Linked DNA regions of Zea mays: region 1 is linked to region 2. A link is a contact called in public Hi-C data. All regions are on one chromosome and are shown on one strand. The core of a region is the stretch at or near the end of the contact, and the rest is flanking DNA. Distances in the headings are between cores, read along the strand shown.

The links. Hi-C and Micro-C count contacts between places; a contact is called where the count stands out from the background.
Region 1: a contact with region 2 is called in a Hi-C map of leaf mesophyll, with 2.5 times the contacts expected there. The contact joins the promoter of LOC100304237 here to the enhancer-like site in region 2. A contact is called at or near these places in 9 of 25 Hi-C or Micro-C datasets (bundle sheath, ear, leaf and 3 more).

Annotation. Positions count from the first base shown.
Region 1 is chr5:101,707,983-101,711,838 of Zm-B73-REFERENCE-NAM-5.0, reverse strand. It overlaps LOC100304237 (Ubiquitin-like superfamily protein), which reads left to right and starts at 1,302. Exons shown (of 5, transcript NM_001165682.1): 1 at 1,302-1,766; 2 at 1,874-1,973; 3 at 2,188-2,287; 4 at 3,377-3,465; 5 at 3,595-3,856. The coding sequence starts at 1,562.
Region 2 is chr5:101,551,125-101,555,010 of Zm-B73-REFERENCE-NAM-5.0, reverse strand. No RefSeq gene overlaps it. Among protein-coding and RNA genes, the nearest start is that of LOC100284943, 68 kb to the left of the region's middle. Within about 2 kb of position 2,555, at least 7 of the 20 cell types and tissues checked have an H3K27ac peak or open chromatin away from gene starts, as enhancers often do. A contact at or near this core is called in bundle sheath, ear, leaf mesophyll and 1 more, where this site is marked.

The DNA of each region.
Region 1 (3,856 bases), core at 53-2,552, 160 kb before region 2:
TTTCGGACCTTCGGTTAAAGGCCTTCGTTCGTTTTACAGTCTGAATTTGTTACAAAGAAACAAACTAATACTGCGAGGGGCTACTGTTGGGGGCCTTCGTCTTCCGAAGGTCCTAAAAAACACGGCTAACGACCATTTGTTATCAGCATGTTACTAAGTGTTACAGGAGCTTCGTCATCAGAAAAGCTCCGCGGATAATAATGGAAGTGCAACGAAGTAAGCTTCGTTATGTTGACGCATGAAGGCGACGTAAGGAGAAGGTATTGTCCAAGCTGCTAAGTGCAAATGACAATATTATCCCTGTGATATTTGTAAACTTTGTGTGTAATTTTTGAGGGCATGAATGTAATATCGTACGAAGTTGTACGACTGCCTATAAATAGATGAATAGTACTTTGTATTGTTCACGCTGGATTGGAATCGCATTCACGTTTTTTCCTTCGAACAAGCCGAAGGTACAGATGTAATGTACATTATGTATTACTTTATTAATATATGAGATGTATTATAATATTGTTTAACATTTGATATGAAATGAATAAATGACATAATGTTACATCTGTAACTATGCTTTTTATATTTATGAATGATGAAAACTTATTTTTTATGACATTCGTCTAAGACTCATTATACTCGAAGGAAGATAATGCGCCGAAGGATGAAGATCCTTAACGTTTAACAATTGTGTTGTCTTATTTTATGGTTCCCAGTAATAAAAAATAAGTGACCAACACGTATATCGATGGTGACTTTAATTTTTTTATTTTTTTGAAATTTTTTTAAATAAAACCAGCTAAATTTGATAAAAAAATAAATAAATTATAAATTAGGGCGGAGAGAGCAGATTGTATCATCCGCCAACATGTCATTAGTTACAACCTAGAGATGTAAATCCTTTGCTAGCGCCGTACCGTTCTTGTAAACTTGACGTATAACCGAAATAAATATAAAAGATAAATAACAATAACCATCAAGAGAATCAAGAGACTAGACGTCCTGTTCTGATAGACGAAAAGTTGACCTTTTCTTTATAACAAATAGTCGAGGAACAAAATACTCATTTTTTCTTTTCACTTTTCAGCCTCTCCCAAGTGGGCCGTGCTACCGTCGAGCGTGGCTCAAGCCCAAAACGCACTCGATTCGCGCCATCGCGTTGTCGGGCCACCAGCTCACGGCCGCGGGCCGCCGCCGCCAAGCGAAACGGCACGCAGGGGCTCTGTCGCCTCGCCTGTCGCCTCCAACGTGCAACGGCTACCGTTCCCTGCCCCCCGACTCCCCGAGGCACCCCCTCCTCCCTCCTCGGCGAAACGACAACCACCCCGCCGGGGAGGGTAATCCAAGCGAGGGCGAGCCATCACCGTGCTGTTCCTCGTTTGCTGTCGCCTCGAAGAGCCTCCTCCGTTCCCTCTCCCTCGACCGATCGGCCGGTCTCACGGGGCATTTCGCGGGGCTGGTCGATCTCTCCCCGCTCATTCTGTCAAGGGATTGGTCGGTTGCCGATTCCGTGCGGCCGGATAACTCGGATTTATTCAGTTTTTCGGGTTCGCTACATGCGTGTGCGATGCCGGCCAGCTCCCTCCCGGCGTCCCCCGACGCCACCGGCGACATTGGCGCCGCGCTCGAGCTCGATCTCGAGGATCTCGCCGCCGGCGGCGGCACGGACTGCATCGGCGCGCTCGCCTGCGGCAGGAGCAGCTTCTCCTACCGCCGCCTCCCGGAGCCCCGCCTCCGCCTCACCGTTCAGAAGCTTGACGACTCCTTCTTCGGTACCCTCCGGATTGATCCTTGCGCCATTTACTTTTCCCCGAAAGGGATCGTGGATTTTTTATAGGGTAATTGTGGATTTCTCCACGTTTTGCCCGCGCACAAACAGACATTGAAATCGCGCGGTCGGCCACGGTGTGGGAGCTCAAGGTGACCATAGAGAACTTGTTCTCCGCCCTCTATGACGACACCCAGAAGACCATCTCTTGGTACGCGCCCATGGATTATTTTTTTTCTGATTTTGTTTATCTCCTATTGATGGTCAGTATGAAAACCATGAACTATTGGGTTTGCATTTCGTTACCACGAAATCGTGTTATGTGGTTGTCGATTTCAAATTTGCTGTTGTCTGCTTAAATGCGACTCTGAAATCTGAATGATGTTGGCAACTTAAACTTCAAGGCTGTTGCTTGCTTGTTGTAGGAATCACGTGTGGAGTCACTTCTGCTTATGCTTCAAGGACGAGAGACTGACGGATGACAAGGCAACATTGCGTGGGTTTGGTATAAGAGATGGTGATGTGGTACATGCACTTCCTTAAACAGCCATAGGTTCTTGGATGCATTTTTCCTTTTAGTGCCGACTAATTCTGCTCTGTCTTGTGAGATAAGCCAGAATATTACTTACCCTGCTTCATTTACCAAATAGAAGTTCCTGGATGCATTTTGCCTTTTAGTGCCGACTAATTCTGCTCTGTCTTGTGAGATAAGACAGAATATTACTTTTCCTGCTTCATTTACCAAACAGAACAAATACTACATGCCAAGTATTTTTGTAAAACACAATCCCCTTCTCCCCCCTGCATCTGCACAAGCACAACAGATACATGCTCAGCTCGCTCGATTCAGGCTGACTCTATTAACCCCAGTTGAGTGCTATATCCTATTGTATTAGATGTTCAGTAACAGTGATGCAGTCTGGACTGCTTCTATCATGTATTACGTTTCTTGAATCGGAAGGAAATTTACGATGTCATGATGATCTGGAATATGTGCGCTTGCAGTACCATAATATGCAAATAGGAAAAAAACATTACTGTCAAGCCATCCTGCTCAGATAATCAAATATATCAAAACTTTCCTAGCGGTATTTAAGGCTATCTCCAGCAACGTTCTCTATATCCATCATTTACAGTATTCTCTAAAATATTACATCATCTATATCTTCTTGCTCTTCAACAACGTTATTTAAATCACGTTCTCTATACGTAAATACCTATATTAGAGACATTTTTATTTTTTATTTTTTGTACATACGTATTTGTCATACTCTCAAATGTATTGTACATATTTTGATTTTGTTAAACCGGTTATTTAAAGTATTCAAATGGATAGAGGACTGTTTAGAGAAACTCTATATATAAAGAATCCAATAGCGTTCTCTAAATTTAGAGAACGTTGTTGGAGAGCGTAGAGAACCGTTTGATCCTCTATATTTATGGTAGAGGAGCCTTTAACAAGCCAGCCTTATCATTTATTGAGGATTGAGGTATTTTTTTGAGTATTTCTGACATGCTACACAAGTTTGAAACCTCATTTAAACTTTGCATTGCGATGTAGCCATCCTTGCTTTCCGTGCCATACCTTTTCTTATACTTTCTCCCCTCATGCAGCTTCATTTTGCCCAGCATCTGTCTGTTGACTACAGCCCATGCAGGGATCCTCCCAAAAACCAGAAGGAAGCGTCTCACACTCACAGAAGGTACCCAATATTATAAAGCCCTTAATTGAGGCCTTATGTCTGCCTCATTCACACCTCTTCGATTTCCAAGAAGTGCAAAGTTGAATTTGCTGACATCTGCTAACATCACAAAACGGTACCGTATTGTAGGTCAAGGACTTCGCTGGATGGTTACAGGCCAGTGAGCATGCTGGATGATCTCAGCGAAGATGATGATGAGAAGTTTACACACAGCAGGTGCTCTACGAGTGTCTTAGAAGATCCGTGTCTTTACGAGTACATCGAGGAGCGCGTGGAAGAAGAAACTCCCAAGAAAGGAAGTCTGTTCCAAAGATGGTTCTGCTCCTCTAAACTAAGGAGCAACAGGAGGACACATGCAGAGGACACTGTGCCACTATCTGGTGAGAAGAAG
Region 2 (3,886 bases), core at 1,306-3,805:
GTCCGTTAATTAAGTAATTTAATTAAAACGAGAGATTCTAAGCGAGACGAATTTACGACGCGCGAAACACCATGACAGCGTGCAAACGACGCGCGGACACGCGCGACACAGCACGCTGACGACACACGAAACAGCGCGCGCGACGAGCGTGAACGAGCACGCCATCACGTGCGGAACAACACGCGTGACAGGTGAGAAAACTAAATAGGTGACACGTTTATACTAAATAAATAGAAAGTAGTTAAGTTAATATTAGCCATTTTAATATTTATTATAAAAGCCCAATTGGAACACTACACATTTAATCTGGTTAGAATATTAATCTAATAAATATTAGTCGAGCAAATCTTAAGTTAATTATCTAAAATATATGACATGACGTATTAACATCGTTAACATGAGTGTTTATAAGCGGCAAACTATTTATTATCACGCGCAGACGTCGCGCAACCCACTTGATCGACATGCGAGATACGCACAAACGACGTGCGGCAGGCGAGCGACATGTGTAAGTGGCACACGTGACGCATGCACACGACATATGAGGACACAGAACGTTGTACGAAACAACGCGCGGTCGGCACGTGAAACAAAGTGCACACAACGCGCGAACAGCACGATGACGCGCAAACGATGCAGCGCGCAAACAACAACACACAAATACTTAGTTAAAAGTATTTAAGCTGGTATTGATCAAGTTAATTAACATTTATATTTATAAAGCACGAGTTAAAATTATATACTCCTTCTAATTAAATTGTTAGTTTATTAACCCTCGAACAAACCAATAATTAGTTATTTAACTAAAACATGCGACACGACGACAACGAATGCCACATGTGGGAACAACGCGCTCGTCACGTGTGAAGGAGCACACGGAAAGTGCGCACGATCACGTGTGACCATGGGCAAATGACGCGTGACGATGCGCGTGAACAACACACAACAACGTGTGTGACACACGAGAACCACCAATGGATGTCGTGATTATACTAAGTAAATATTAATTCAAAACATTTAAGAATGAGATTAATAATGTTAACACATATTTACAAAGGCGCAATGTAGAAACTGTAAAATAATTTTAACCAGAAAGCTATTTGAAATAACCAGCAGATTAAACAATTACTTGACTAATTAATTAATTAAAATTTGCGTCGCGACGAAATAATGTTACTAATATGAGTGTGACGCTGTTACAGAGTTAACGCGACTAAAACGAGTCGAAGCAGGTTTGCGACGCATTATATATTAAATAATTAACAATTCGCGGCTAATAAATGACGCGACATACAAATACTACCAAATTATGTCGTTTCTATATTAAATATAGCATTTAAGTCGGTACAATCACGTTAAGTTAACAGGTATCTACAAATGCATAATTATATTAGCAGGCATTTATAAAATATAAATTAACGCAACTACTTAGTTTCGATTAATTTGATATTCTAATAGTTAACAGCTACATAGGTGACTAATTAATGTAAGTGATCATAAGCGAAAACAATTTAATAACACACGCGACAACGCGTGAAACGAAGTACGCGACACTTCGCAAATGACAACCCGTGTGAACAGCACGGGCGAAACATCTCGCGCAACGCGCGCTACAACACGCTAATTATGTCCAGATCGGACGCGTGGTGCGCGTGCACGAACATGAATGGACGACGACAACGCGTGACTTGCGCGCAAGTCAGACGTGCTGCGCGCAGCGCAGATCGCATGACAGCGAGGGTGCGACGGGGCTGTGTCAAGGGGTAGACAATGGGTAGACCGGGGTAGAAGCCATTCTCACCTTGAAACGAGGCTTGGACGGTGGTGCTTTGGTGCGGCTGGGCGAGCTCGGTGCGGCGACGATCAGCACGGGCTCCTCCGACATGGCCAGGTGCGACGGGCGAGCGCGCTGGGCAGCAGATGCAGATGCTCGCCAGCAGCATGTCGGCTGCTGTGCGCGGCAAGCAGCAGAGCAGCTGCGCGATGTGTCGGGGCAGGCAGAGTTCGTCTGCTAGGAACGGGCAGCTCGTCATCGATTAAAGGAGAAGGTGGTGGCTGGGCACCGGGCCGCTGCGCCGCGCCTGCGCTGGCCGCGATGGCGAGGTACCTCGTGCAGCGGTCGCGAGGAGAGAGGGAGAGAGGTTATGCGTAGGGAGAGAATGCAGAGGCGGCTCCAAGGCATCATGTGCACGTCCTAGTTGAGGAGGTAGAGGGGCCAACTGGTGGGGCCAGTGGCAGTTGGGCAAGGCATGCAGCGCATGCAGCCACGACAAGGGGCGCGCATGGGCTGCGCGCGTGTGGCGTGGGCGAGGAGGAGCGCGCGGGGCGGCTGGGCTGTAGTGCGGCGCACGCTGGGCTGTGGAGCGCGGGACAACGGCTGGGGTGGGCTACGCACTGAGCCTGCGAGAAGGCCAGCCAAGGGGGGGAGGCGCGCTGGGCCTGCGGGGGAAGGCTGGGCCGTAGGTGGGAGGAGAGCGAGGGGGCAAGCGGAGTGGGCCTCGGTTGGGCCAGAAGCGTGGTGCGGGAGTGGGCTGCACGGGGCAGGCCAAGCGTGCTGGGAGAGGCGCTGGCCTGGTGGGCCGCCCGAGCGTGGGCTCAGGGGGAGGAGAAGAAGGGTTGGGCCAGCTGGGGTATTGGGCTTCTTTCTCTCATTTCTTTTCTCTATTTCTTGCTCTTGTTTTCTATCTTCTATTTTATGTTATTTTCTTCTGAATCCAACTGCAAACACAAATTTGCGGACTATGTGAATGCACTAGAATAAATCGGGTTCGACACCTAACATTGACGCGTGGCAGTAGAGCATCGGACGCGCCAACAAGGCTGGCGAGTATATGTCTTGATCTTATCAGTTGTAAGTGTCTACACATCATTGATCTCAATAAAGGTATCGGTCTACGTCTGATCCCACCAGCTCTTCAGAATCGTCTTGTTGACCTCAGATTCTCTACTGAAACGACTGTGTTCATGCGTATACCGAGCATATGGAGATCCACCTCTACTCCTCCGATGCCAGTGAATAGAGATAGTATGTTCATGCCTCGTGGGTACATATCCTTGAGGACCGAGAGATGGTAAGCAACAGTGTCAACCTGAAACAAGTTTCCTAGAGATCGGTACCTCTCTGTCCTGTTGATACCTTTGTTGTGATCCTTGGGAAAGCCAAGCAGGAACTCCATCTCATCAGACTCTAGAGGAGCAACCTTGTTTAGGCCAACCCAAGCCAGATTCCTCCTATGGAGGGAGAAACAAAGGAAGGTTCATGGATGGGAACAAAAAAAGAGAAAGAGATATGGAGGTCAAGCATAGGGAAGTAGATGCCCATTAGATGGTAGCTGTGAAGAACACATGCCTCTCCCAAATCCAATGGTTGGATTTAACTTGCCGGACCATTGGACAAGACCAGTAGACAGATTGCTGCCTACACAAGCTATTGGTCCACCATACTTCTACTACAAGAATGTTGCTCTTGCTTCAAAGGGTGTCTGGACTACCATATCAAGATTCTTGTACGATATTCAGCCGTAGTTTGTGGACTCCAAGTACTTCTGCGTTGCTGCCAGGAAAAGAGGCTATATACACAATCTGCCACTTGAAACTCAGTTATCTCCTGGTTCTCAAGACATGGAGATTGGTTTAGTGATTCGCTCCACATACGTGGCACAAACTCAATAAATACGTACTGGATGTCATTCTAGATGGGGAACAGTGGTTGCCAGGACGAAATTCCTGGTCAAAACAATGAAATTCCTTATTCAGATGCCTGTGTGACACAAGAAATTCCTTTCGTGCACACAGATATTCATGGGAATCAACGAATTTCCTGGGTGAAGAGACAAAATTTCTCTATTCCAAACGAAATGCCTGCTAAACACAACGAAAGGGCCAA